Linked DNA regions of Gossypium hirsutum: region 2 is linked to region 1. The links are chromatin contacts, called in public Hi-C maps. All regions are on one chromosome and are shown on one strand. Each heading gives the region's core, a stretch centred on a gene start, on an enhancer-like site or on the middle of the called end of the contact. The rest is flanking DNA. Distances are from core to core; before and after follow the strand shown.

Region 1 (5,581 bases), core at 1,564-4,063:
AAGCTATGCAAAATTAGATATTGTTATTTCATGTCAAAGAAAATATACACTGTTTTTCCTTTTTAACATCTTTGGAGAATGAATTATCTTTTACATCATGAAACAGATTGTTCTGAGTTTGATGAAGTTGATCCAGCTGGAAGATATGGCAGAGTAGAACTCCTCCTTTCTTTTATTTATTTATTAGTTTGATTCTTTGATCTTACTTTTTTTGTTCTTTTTTGTTTCAGTAGAATGAAATCCTTGGAAAAGGAGCTTCAAAGATAGTGTATGAATGAGAATCATGATAACTCCAATCTAATACTTTTTTTGCTCATTTATTTTTAATACCCAGATTTTTTTCTTCTTGTTTTAATGTGTGGTTGGTTCGATGAATATGAGGGGATTGAAGTTGCTTGCAATTAAGTAAAACTCCATGATATTTTACAAACCCCTGAAGATTTCGAAAGATTTTACTGTGAAAGTCATCTTCTTAAGACATTGAAACACAACATTTTGAGGCTTCATACTTCCTTGGTAGAAAATCGAATGCTTTCTATAAGGTTAAAGATCCAGAAGTCTGACAATTTGGGGAGGAATGTTTGGCAACTATGTCTTTGAGGTTGTTTGCAAGAGAGTTGTTGAATGATTCTTTTCTCCAGATTGATGATTTAAGATCACTGGAGTATAGGAGAGAACTTGATGAATTGGGGCCTCTCATTCGACAACCATATCCGGAACTTCATTTCAGTAGTACTTCTTATCATAACAGTTATGAGACCCTGAATGAATGGGGGTATCATCTTGCTGAAACCGAGCTTTTCAAGCATCAGGAGGATGAACATGCTGTGGATCTTGACATAAGCATTAAGGGGAAGACGAGATATGATGGTGGTATCTGTTTGAGACTCTGGATCGCTGATAAAGATGGTTAGGAACTTCCTCAACATTTTTTTTTCAATGTGGAAACCCGAATCTGACTAGTATTTGCTCTTTCTGTCAACTTGCAGGTCGTATTCAAAATACATAGTTCCCATTCGACATTGAAATTGATACCGCATGGAGTGTTGCTACCGCAATGGTTGCTAAATTGGATATCATTGATCAAGATGTGACTAAAATAGTGGATATGATCGATGGGGAATTACCTGCTTAGTACTGGATTGGAGGACAGGGCAAGGAGTCAAGGAAACACCCCGGTTTGTGAACTTCTGTCACGATTGTGCTACCAACCGTACATCTACAAGTTCCCTCTTCGATTTCTTAACGCAAAATGCAGGCATCAAAGGTTTGCAACTTCTTCAGTGTTGTAGAAACGAATGTGCTTCAATGTATGGCCGATTCGAAGAGATTAATTTTCTGGTTTAGGAATTTGAGAATTATATGACTGATGGAGCACCAAATGAATCAACCAAATCGGTGCATCACCATGAGATAAGGGACAAGTAGGGGAGCTGCAAGCATAGTCCAATTTGCGCACGATAGAGCCATTTGGACGAAGAGTACGAAAAATCAGATAAGCCGTTCTCAGTAATGCAAGAAGTTCAATCTTGTGTTTGACAGGTTCTCAGTCTTCTCTGCTGTTCATTCATAATATCGTGATTCTTGGACAGTTTTGGTACAAACTCCAACACTACCTGGTATCAACAAATAGGATTCATATCATATTCTTCAAGCATTTCGACTCCGGTTTCCATGACTGTAAGAATAGAAGCTACTCCGATCCGGATACTCAAAACTCTGTCAATGAATAACACCCCTCCCAGAGTCCCAGTTGATGCTGTTGGTATATATAAAATGTGCAAGAGTGTTTGAACAATGAAAATCCACCCTTTTTGATAAAACAGTATATGTTTCACCTTTTCCCTCTCCTAATCCTATTTTGGAGCAAATCATTCAATCTCTAACAAACAGATGACAACATACAACCAGTTGATAATCGATCTGTAAAGGAAGATCCTAAGCATTATTTTATGTTGGAAAATCAAACAATGAAAACCCATTTTGCACCATAAATCTTTCTTTCCTTTTCTCCAAATGATTCGTGTATGTACTCTATATGGAAATATTTAAAAAAAATTTCCCTAACTTTTTCGTGTATTTGAAAGATTCCTTCATGCATATTTACCAAAAAAAAAAATTAAGAGTTTGGATAACATTACCCTTTTTAATTGTAAATCTCTACTAAAAAATCATTAAAAAAATGAAATACCGAAGAAAATACTTTTACACAAATTTAAGACTCGGTGATCGGTAAGAGCGAGACCAGTTCAGTTAGGTTGGGTTGTTTGAACTTTTTTGATTTGATTTAGTTTTCGGTTTTTTATATTTATTTTTTATTTTTAGATTTATTTTAACAAAATAAGCTCTAGTCGTAAATATTTCTAAAAACATAAATTTTCATGCAAGTAAAAAAAGTTATTAACTTCTATAAAATATTTTTTTGAAATAATTTTCGGATTAATTTTTAATTTCTCTATTTTTCATCCTTAACTCTACTGATTGGTGTATGCATCATGATAAGTTCTAATTCTAAATTTACCTTAAAAAGATTATATACTGTCACAATTTCAGAACGGATCAATTCAAAATTAATCGATAGTTGAAGATTGATTTTCCATCCGTAATTATAATTCATTGAACGTATTATTCCAAAGAAGAAAAAGTTTAAACACCACCATAATTATTAATTACAAAACAAAATCTTGATTATCCAATTTTGATGAAATTTCAATACCCGAATTCTGGCATAGCCCAACAAAACTAGAAAGTTGGGTCAGGCCTAAAACAATCAAATTCTAAAATTGTTAGCCCAATCCAAGTGTCATTACTCATAGAAAGTTCGCTTAGCCCCAAAAAGAAGCAAAACCCTAATTATCAGTGGTATAAATTCTCGCCATTTCCGTTGTCTTGCTTGAGTTGCTGCTGTCGTCTTTTGAAAGCCTTCAGAGCATTTACCATTGACCTGTGCCGGAAAGGAAATAAGAAGATTTTGCTTGACCATGGCTGACAAGGCAGTGACTATTAGGACCAGGAAGTTCATGACCAACAGGCTTCTTTCCAGGAAGCAATTTGTGAGTGCCCTTTTCTTTTCTCTCGTTAGCCAAGTTTAGTTCAATGTTCAATGTTCAATGTTCAATTTATAGATCTGATTAAATAAGGGACTTACAGGATATAGTTGCTAAATTTGCGATTTTATTGCATTGCTGATAAGATGCTTAATTTAGAACATTGTTTGAATTTTTATTTGAATACAATACACCTCTTTGCTTAAAAAATGCGATTATAGTAAAATATGTTCTTTGCTTAAAAATATTTGTTTGAGTTTATTGTTAACATGACTTTTCCCCCCCTTTTTTTAGATCATTGACGTTCTACATCCTGGAAGACCCAATGTTTCCAAGGTAAATCTTTAATGTTTTTCAATAATATCAGAATCTTATCTTAACTGGTCGTGTACCATGGATTGTATTAACTGCTTTTTGACTGTTGATTTATTGTCTTTAGGCGGAGTTGAAGGAAAAGCTCTCTAGAATGTATGAGGTGAAGGACCCCAATTCAATCTTTGTGTTCAAGTTTAGGACTCATTTTGGAGGTGGAAAATCTACTGGATTTGGTTTGATTTATGATTCTGTTGAGAACGCCAAGAAGTACGAGCCCAAGTACAGGCTGATCAGGGTAATTGTTGATGGCTCTATTCTATATTTTCTCTGGATTTGTTAGTTGTATGAGCTGCATTTGCTTTAACATGTTGAATTCTATTTCTCTTATGGACTTTATCTGCAGAATTCTCTTTTCACACTTTAAGCATTGCTCAATTCTATGTTATACTCCCTCTCTTTGTTTTTGTTGAAGTACTTGTATCTGACCCATGTTTGGACTTAGAAAAGATTAAAACATATTCGTACCTAACACTCTTAGCTAAGTCCAAGTAACATAGACTATAGTGCATGGAGTCAACCTAGCACTTAAAGTGTTGTATTTGGAACTAGAGTTTGGTGCTCTAATTTGTGCTTGAGGACTGCCTGCTAATGAAGAAAGCTTGAGCCAGTTTTCATTATTGACTCTGAAGGCCTTTTCCCAATTTCATACCTTTTGTATTCCTAGTGGTTGTTCTGAGTTGTACTATATCGGTGTCTCTTTGAAAAGGTCCCTATGTAATGTAAGAAACTAATTATTTATGCTGCTGTTTCAGAATGGACTCGATACCAAGGTAGAGAAATCGAGGAAACAAATGAAGGAAAGGAAGAACAGGGCTAAGAAGATCCGTGGAGTAAAGAAGGTAAGATTGATCGACATTTTTACTTACCTTACTTGAACTGCTGTCATTTTGTAAACGTCTGACTAACTGTTTTTGCTTGTTTCAAATAGACCAAGGCCAGTGAAGCAGCAAAGAAGAAGTGAGAGCTAAAAGGCAAAACTCGTGCTTATCACAGAGCCAATGCTTTTCAACATTGTTTTTTAGGGTTCTTGAATCTTTTGTTTTGGAAACCAGATTTTTGGTGTTGTTATCTGATGTTTAGTTATATTATTACGATCTGATTTTTCTTATTTTGAGAATTCTTTCATGGCAGATTTTGAAATATCCCATGTTTTGCCATTGATATTGTCAGGCAGTACTTGCTCTATCATCCTACCAAATCTTGAATCCAAAAAAAAAAAAGGTAGTTGATGCAAGAAAATCTTAAATGCACTTTATGAATAGATATGCAACACTTTTTTGGATGTCCTTCCATGAATAGATTTACTAATTTGTCCGAATGAATATGTTGAACGACTTTTTTCATGTGTAAAGATTTTTAAAGGTAAAATTCATGTGTAATTATTATATATATTTCCGGATATGTTAGGTTAATAGTTTTCGTTTGAGATCATCTTTTATGTGGTTTCGATAAAAGTATAATAAATTAATTGAGATTTTGATTCATTTAAAATGTTTAGTTATATGCCAATGTCTATTTGGAGAACAGTTAAATCTTGCTTATTAGGGTACAACAAATCAAATTGTGTGTTGTTTGTATGATACTTTATTTTAGATATGCTCTTTTAGGATCAAGACTCTTTATCCTTTTCACAAAGGACGAAAGTGTTTTACTCGTATCTAATTTTATACCATCATCGGGTTTTGGATTTTTTACCAAAATAATGTGAGAAAAAATAATTATTTATCAAAATGGGGAGGCAAAAAATTATTTAGGAAAATAGATATTTTGTTATAGTCCCTTGCTGGTGTCTTTTAACACATAGGCAGCACTATCTAACTTTTTCTTAATCATTATGTCATGGTTAATTTTTTTTAAAAATCATTTTTAGTACCATTACTGTATTCTGTATGTATTTTTTTTAAAAAATACCTGAAAAATATGGATATGTCGATTTAAAAAAAATTATTGATGCCCCCGACACTGGCGAGAATATAAATTTTTTTTGACTGGAAATGGAAAAATTAAACTGAAGTTAGAAGAATAGCCTTAGCAAAAGAAGAGTAAAAACTTCGTATTCACCAGCAAAGCAGTTTACTTTTAACTTTTATAAGAAAAGAAAAAAGGAAAACTAAAAAGCTTTGGGTCTTTACTTTTTGATGTCGTTCCTATGGTTTTCT
Region 2 (5,581 bases), core at 1,964-4,463, 430 kb after region 1:
TTAATCTTGAAATGGTAAATGATCAAGGGATGGAGTACTGATTTTATGAATGCATAATGTATCCATTCAGACCAGCCCACCCATCACTAAAAGAAAAGAAAAGGCTAAAACAACTATAATTAAATTTGGAGATTGAATTCATTTCTTCTCTTCATTAGATGAGAACCAACTTTGAGGTTAGGCAGGCAAAATGGAAATTGTTATTCTCCTTTAACGGACAACTAAACAAGACAAATAATAGTAGGTTTTCCACTCCAGCCGTTTTTAACGAGTTAAAACCCAAAAAAGCATACAACTCTTAGTCAATGACTTGATATTTCATGGATAATTTTTTATCTATTATTTTACAGTGAACTTCTAACAAAGACTTAATAGATGGACAGGAAAAGGGAAAATTTACCTCACCCGCATCAGTAAGATAACCACCCATAGAAGCAAAATCCCTTCTATAAGCTTGCATCAGAAGATTTATAGCACCCTGAAACAGCATAACATTCATACAAAGCACAATGATATAGAATGAACAAAAGCAAGGCAAAACTGTGGTAATTGCATACCTCCCTGATTTCTAATGTTGGCATATGTGGAAGGAAGTCATTGCCCACAAAAAAACATAAAAAAACAAAATCATCCACTATTCGTTCAAAGTTTATCTCAAATGGGGGGTTGGGGATCTCCAAATCATATTGTAAATATTCTCGCAACACCCATATGTTAAGAAACTGTCCACGCACAATAATTGAATCAGCACTGTATAAACCAAATAAAAAGGGAAGGGGAACAGTGCTTGTAACGCTTAGATGAAGAATTTTAACTTTTAAACCTGATATTTCTTCTTGTGAATTGGTGTATCATCCACAGCATTCAATTCTCCAGTTCCATTATCTGGCTTACCATCGCACTCAGCTGCCAGATGACCAACTCGACCACATAAAAAACATTTCTCTTGTTGTCCAGGAAGAGTGATCACCTGTACAGCCAAGGTAAATGAATTAACCAGCCATTACAATAAATGATCAGAAACCAAGAATGGCATTAAGCAAATGAGGCACTGACCTCTCTTAAAATTGAAAAGTGAACCTCATGGGTGGCTAAGGACAACATGATCAAATCAGCGTCCTGATTAAGACAAAACCAAATCCTAAATTAAAACTACAACCAAAATATTTAAGGAGGAACCATAAAGGTTGGGGTTAGTTTTGAAATGACTCTCACCAGGCCATACAAACAGTGCCGAGTGTTTGGATTGAAGCCAGGAAGGTTACGTTGTAACCGAATGTATGACATAATCTTGTGTTCTCCCTCACCGGGAACGTTTGAATCAGAAAGAATAACCTTCAAATAATCACCCAATGCAGCCCCATAAATAAATTTAGAGAGAAAAACTATCCTGAAAACCAAAGTATGTAGTAAAATACACAGAAAGGATCACTCCACTTTGCAAGGAATTATCCAATCTCTGAAGCTAGAAAGGGATTGTCCTTCACACCTTTGTAGTCTTCCAGCCAGGATTATGATTCAACCTGGATTGTATGTAATACTGAAGTGCTACAGACAAAACACCCATAAATGGAGTGCCAGGAGTAATAACATTTGAGTCACATGTTTCCGGTTTTCCAATGTGGGACAAAGCTTTCCCCTCAGCCTCGAACTCTTCCCTCAATCTCTCCTCTTCAGCTGCCTAAGACAACATAAACAACCAAAAGATAAATCAACTGAATTGGATAATCTGGATCAGTTAATAATGCACACACTTACAGCCTCAGCAGCATCTTTTGCAGCTCTAAAGCGTCGAGTACGTTGTTGATTCATTTTAGCTCTAGGTGCAACACCATCTACAATATTTTTTTAAATACAAATGAAAGAATTAAAGAAAAAACCTAGAAATAAAAGAAAATTGACTAAGCATGTAATAAATCCTACCAATTGCCATATATAGAAGCTTTCTAGGACGAACCAATGAATATAGATGGTCAATATAGTCAAAGATTGATTTGAATACATCATCATAAGTGGCAGGTGCAGGCTGCACACAATAATAAACCGTCATTGGTGAACAATATCAAGTAAAAATCAAGGCCAAACCAAAAATGGAAAGAAATAGATCAAAAGAAATATTTCGATGCACCAATTATCAAGATTGTGCAAATAAATGGAAGCAATGTAGCCATAGTGCCATACATAACATGTATATCACATTCAAGAAATATGTGTTTTGAGGCTCGATGACCTACTAAGAAAGGAAAGCAAGCAAACTATGACTTATTGACACACAAAAGAGAACAAAAAATAATTCAAGGTCAAAGACCGTTGATAGAGTGCTTGACTCTTGGTTTAAGTGACCAAAGATCAATACCTAAGAGCCTGAAGCAACAGGAAAAGAAACATATTCAAGATAAACTGCTTTCACAAATGACTACCAAAAACATACTAACAGCAATAAGCAATCTACCACTTCATTAGCTGCAAAATTGCTTTCAAGAACAATGAATTTCGGTACACTGTGTAAGATGACCATGCTAAAAACCCTATTCTATACAAAACCTAATCCTAGAATCACAATTCACTTCAGAAAACAACATACTTTTACCTAATTACGTTTACTGAACGGCAACATACCTAAAGCTGTAGCTCGAAATTTTCATTCTTTTACTTAGAAAATCTCATAATTATTTCACCGACAAGCAGCAATCTCAGAAATTCAACTAAAAAATCCGATGAAAAATAAAGTCTAAAGGTATTTTTTACAAATTTACCTTGCCGTCTGGGTGAAAACAAGGGTGAATAATCCCATTCATATCAAGATAAAGATTATCGAATTCGAGGCCGTTAGGGTTAGCCTTAGAGACGTCAACTGGTATTTGATTTCCATTACCGTCTTCTCTCGGTTCTTCCTCGATCACGTCGACGATCGACTGCGGGTACCGATCTGCTAACCACCGGTAAAACGCCGGAACTCCCATCGCGGTGCGGTAAAGATCGTGGTTATCCTGTCAACCCCGGCTCGGATGGGTTGGTAATGAAGAATTTAATTAAGAGAGAAAGAAGGGTTTTGTCTGGGAGTGAAAAAAGTATAAAGTTTTAGATCTGTGGTAGAGACGGTGAAATCGCACGGTACGACGACCTTCTTTTTAGGTGTGAAAGAAAAATGACTACAGTGACCTTTGAGGTTGCAATTGGGCAACTATTTCGGTTCATCCCCTTTTCAAAAATAGATTCACCGAACCATGAGCTGCAACCTATTTAACAGAACTTTTAGAAATTATTTTACGTCTATTACATTATTCTTTCATATTTTTCAAATTATTTAATTTTTAAAAATTTAACTTCAAGAGGAAATAAGGGATGCTTAAACTTCTTTTTTCCTAGCCTAACATATAAAGTTTATCTAAATAAGGGATATTTTCCCCACCTCCACTTCAGACATAAGCTAGGGCCACTTCTTCATTGCTTTTAAAAAGTACTGTAGAAAAATATTTTTGAGAGGTGCTTTTGAAAATTTTGAGTGTTTGGCATTACTGTCAAAAAGTACTTTTGAAGAATAAAATATCCATTTTAGACATTATATTATAAAGTAACAAATATGTATTTAAATAATATTCAAATTAGTTAATATTATGATATTTTAGTAAAAATATCAAAAAAAATTATTATAACTTATTATTAATATTTTAATATATAATATTAATTTTAAATATTTCTAAGTAATTAAAATTATTTATTTATTAAATTTAATTAGAATATATAAACTATATTTAAATATTTAAATATAATAATTAAATATTTGTAATTAGATATTGACACAATTGTATTATTATAAAAAATATTTTTTATTTTTAATTAATGCTTTTAACACATTTGTATTATTTTATTTTAAAATGTATTTGAATATATAACTCATATTATATATAAACATAACATAGAAAACATAAACCTAACAAATTAAAATATTACATATATTTGGATTGAAGTTTTAAAAAGGGATAATATTTATATATCAAATATAAATACTAAAAATTTTACAATAGCATTTACAATTTAAAGTGAATTCATTAAACTAGAAGCTATAGCATCTCTTGTTAATTCCATTTCAAAACCACTAAAATTGTTTGATTCAGTGTCATCATCACTATCATCGTTGTCGTCGTCGTCATCATCACTTTCTCGACCATGCGCATTTTCTGAATCAATATTATTCTCATATGCCAAGTTAATATGTTCATATTCTATAAAATCTGCATCATTTCGACCGACATATTTTCGGATAAAATTGTGTATCGTCATTGTAGCAACAATGATCATCGTTTGCTTTTCAAAACTATAACTTGGCATATCCCTTAAAATGGCCCTTTTTTTTCAAAACACCAAAAGTTCGTTCAATCACACTACGTAATGATGAATGTGAATGATTGAATACCTCTTCTTTACCAGATATCGGTCTACCTCTACGGAAGTCAGGTAAATGATATCGCTGACCTCTATATGGTCCAAGATAACCTTTCATTTGAGGATATCCAGAATCAACAAGATAATATTTTCCTGCAAGTCATAATATAACAAACAATTAATTCAAGATTTTTTTAATAAAAATTATCAATTAAAGAACTTATACTTTATTATTTAAAAAATCACATATAAATAAAATATCTAACCATTTGGAGGGTGCGGAAATTTGTATTTTGGATCTCAAATTGCATCAAGAAATATTCTACTGTCATGTGCCGATCCTTCCCATCCAGCCATGACAAATGTGAAACACATATTAAAATCACATACTGCCATAACATTTTGAGCCGGCAATGTGAGTACCATCAATTGCACCTATGCAATCCTGAACAAATAATCATATTAATCTCGTGCATATTTTTAGTCGACCAAATATATTAAAATATAATAATATAAAATTAAATTTTAACCTTAAAATGCGGCATATATCTAGAATCATTACGTATTTCTTCGGGTATTGAGCTAAAAAAAAGGATCTTCGGGTGCAATTAGATCAGTGGCCATCCTTGAAACTTTCTCAATCACAACTACAAAGTGTCGACTTACTGTGGATCCAGACCTTTGAAATCTTTCTCGACATTGAGAAACTTTTGCACCGGTGCCCAAGATGTATAAAAAAATTTCCAACATTTCAGTAGAAGATATGTTTCTTGAAGTTTGCAAGTTGTATCTTGTCTCCAAAACTCTCAGCAAACTTATGAATACCATTTTAGACATCCCAAAATTAATCATACAGCGTGATTCGTAACCGTCAAGGATCTCTCGGATCCATGTCTCACCTGACTGTTTTGAATCCATGCATGGTTGCCTCAATATATACTTCTCGTAATATAATTGAACGGAAGAAGATGCAACAACAAATAATCGGTTAAAACATTCCGTGCGTTGTAAAATCTCTTTCTTTTCCCTTTCATCGTCACTTTCATCGTCGCTATAATCCTTAACTATACACATCACCTGTGAATAAATTTTATATCCAAAATTACATATAAACAACTATTGATAAAACTAATTTAGTAAAAAATAAGTAGAATATAAATTCAATATCTAAAGACCAAACATAAATAACTTTTAA

Evidence for each region. Hi-C and Micro-C count contacts between places; a contact is called where the count stands out from the background.
Region 2: a contact with region 1 is called in a Hi-C map of hypocotyl, with 2.6 times the contacts expected there. The contact joins the promoter of LOC107920080 here to the promoter of LOC107918537 in region 1. A contact is called at or near these places in 8 of 34 Hi-C or Micro-C datasets (anther, callus, hypocotyl and 2 more).

Annotation. Positions count from the first base shown.
Region 1 is chrD13:36,415,386-36,420,966 of Gossypium_hirsutum_v2.1, forward strand. It overlaps LOC107918537 (40S ribosomal protein S24-1), which reads left to right and starts at 2,814. Exons shown (of 5, transcript XM_016848116.2): 1 at 2,814-3,053; 2 at 3,342-3,383; 3 at 3,487-3,657; 4 at 4,175-4,261; 5 at 4,351-4,704. The coding sequence starts at 2,982. The coding sequence ends at 4,383. It also overlaps the pseudogene LOC107919184.
Region 2 is chrD13:36,845,510-36,851,090 of Gossypium_hirsutum_v2.1, forward strand. LOC107920080 (5'-3' exoribonuclease 4) reads right to left here and starts at 3,214. Exons shown (of 23, transcript XR_005923317.1): 1 at 2,757-3,214; 2 at 1,924-2,026; 3 at 1,759-1,835; 4 at 1,490-1,681; 5 at 1,216-1,335; 6 at 1,057-1,119; 7 at 824-970; 8 at 558-722; 9 at 401-478. It overlaps LOC121225436 (a long non-coding RNA gene), which reads right to left and starts at 5,441. Exons shown (of 3, transcript XR_005923318.1): 1 at 4,917-5,441; 2 at 4,653-4,831; 3 at 4,078-4,539. LOC107919303 (a long non-coding RNA gene) reads right to left here. Exons shown (of 2, transcript XR_005923319.1): 2 at 5,546-5,581.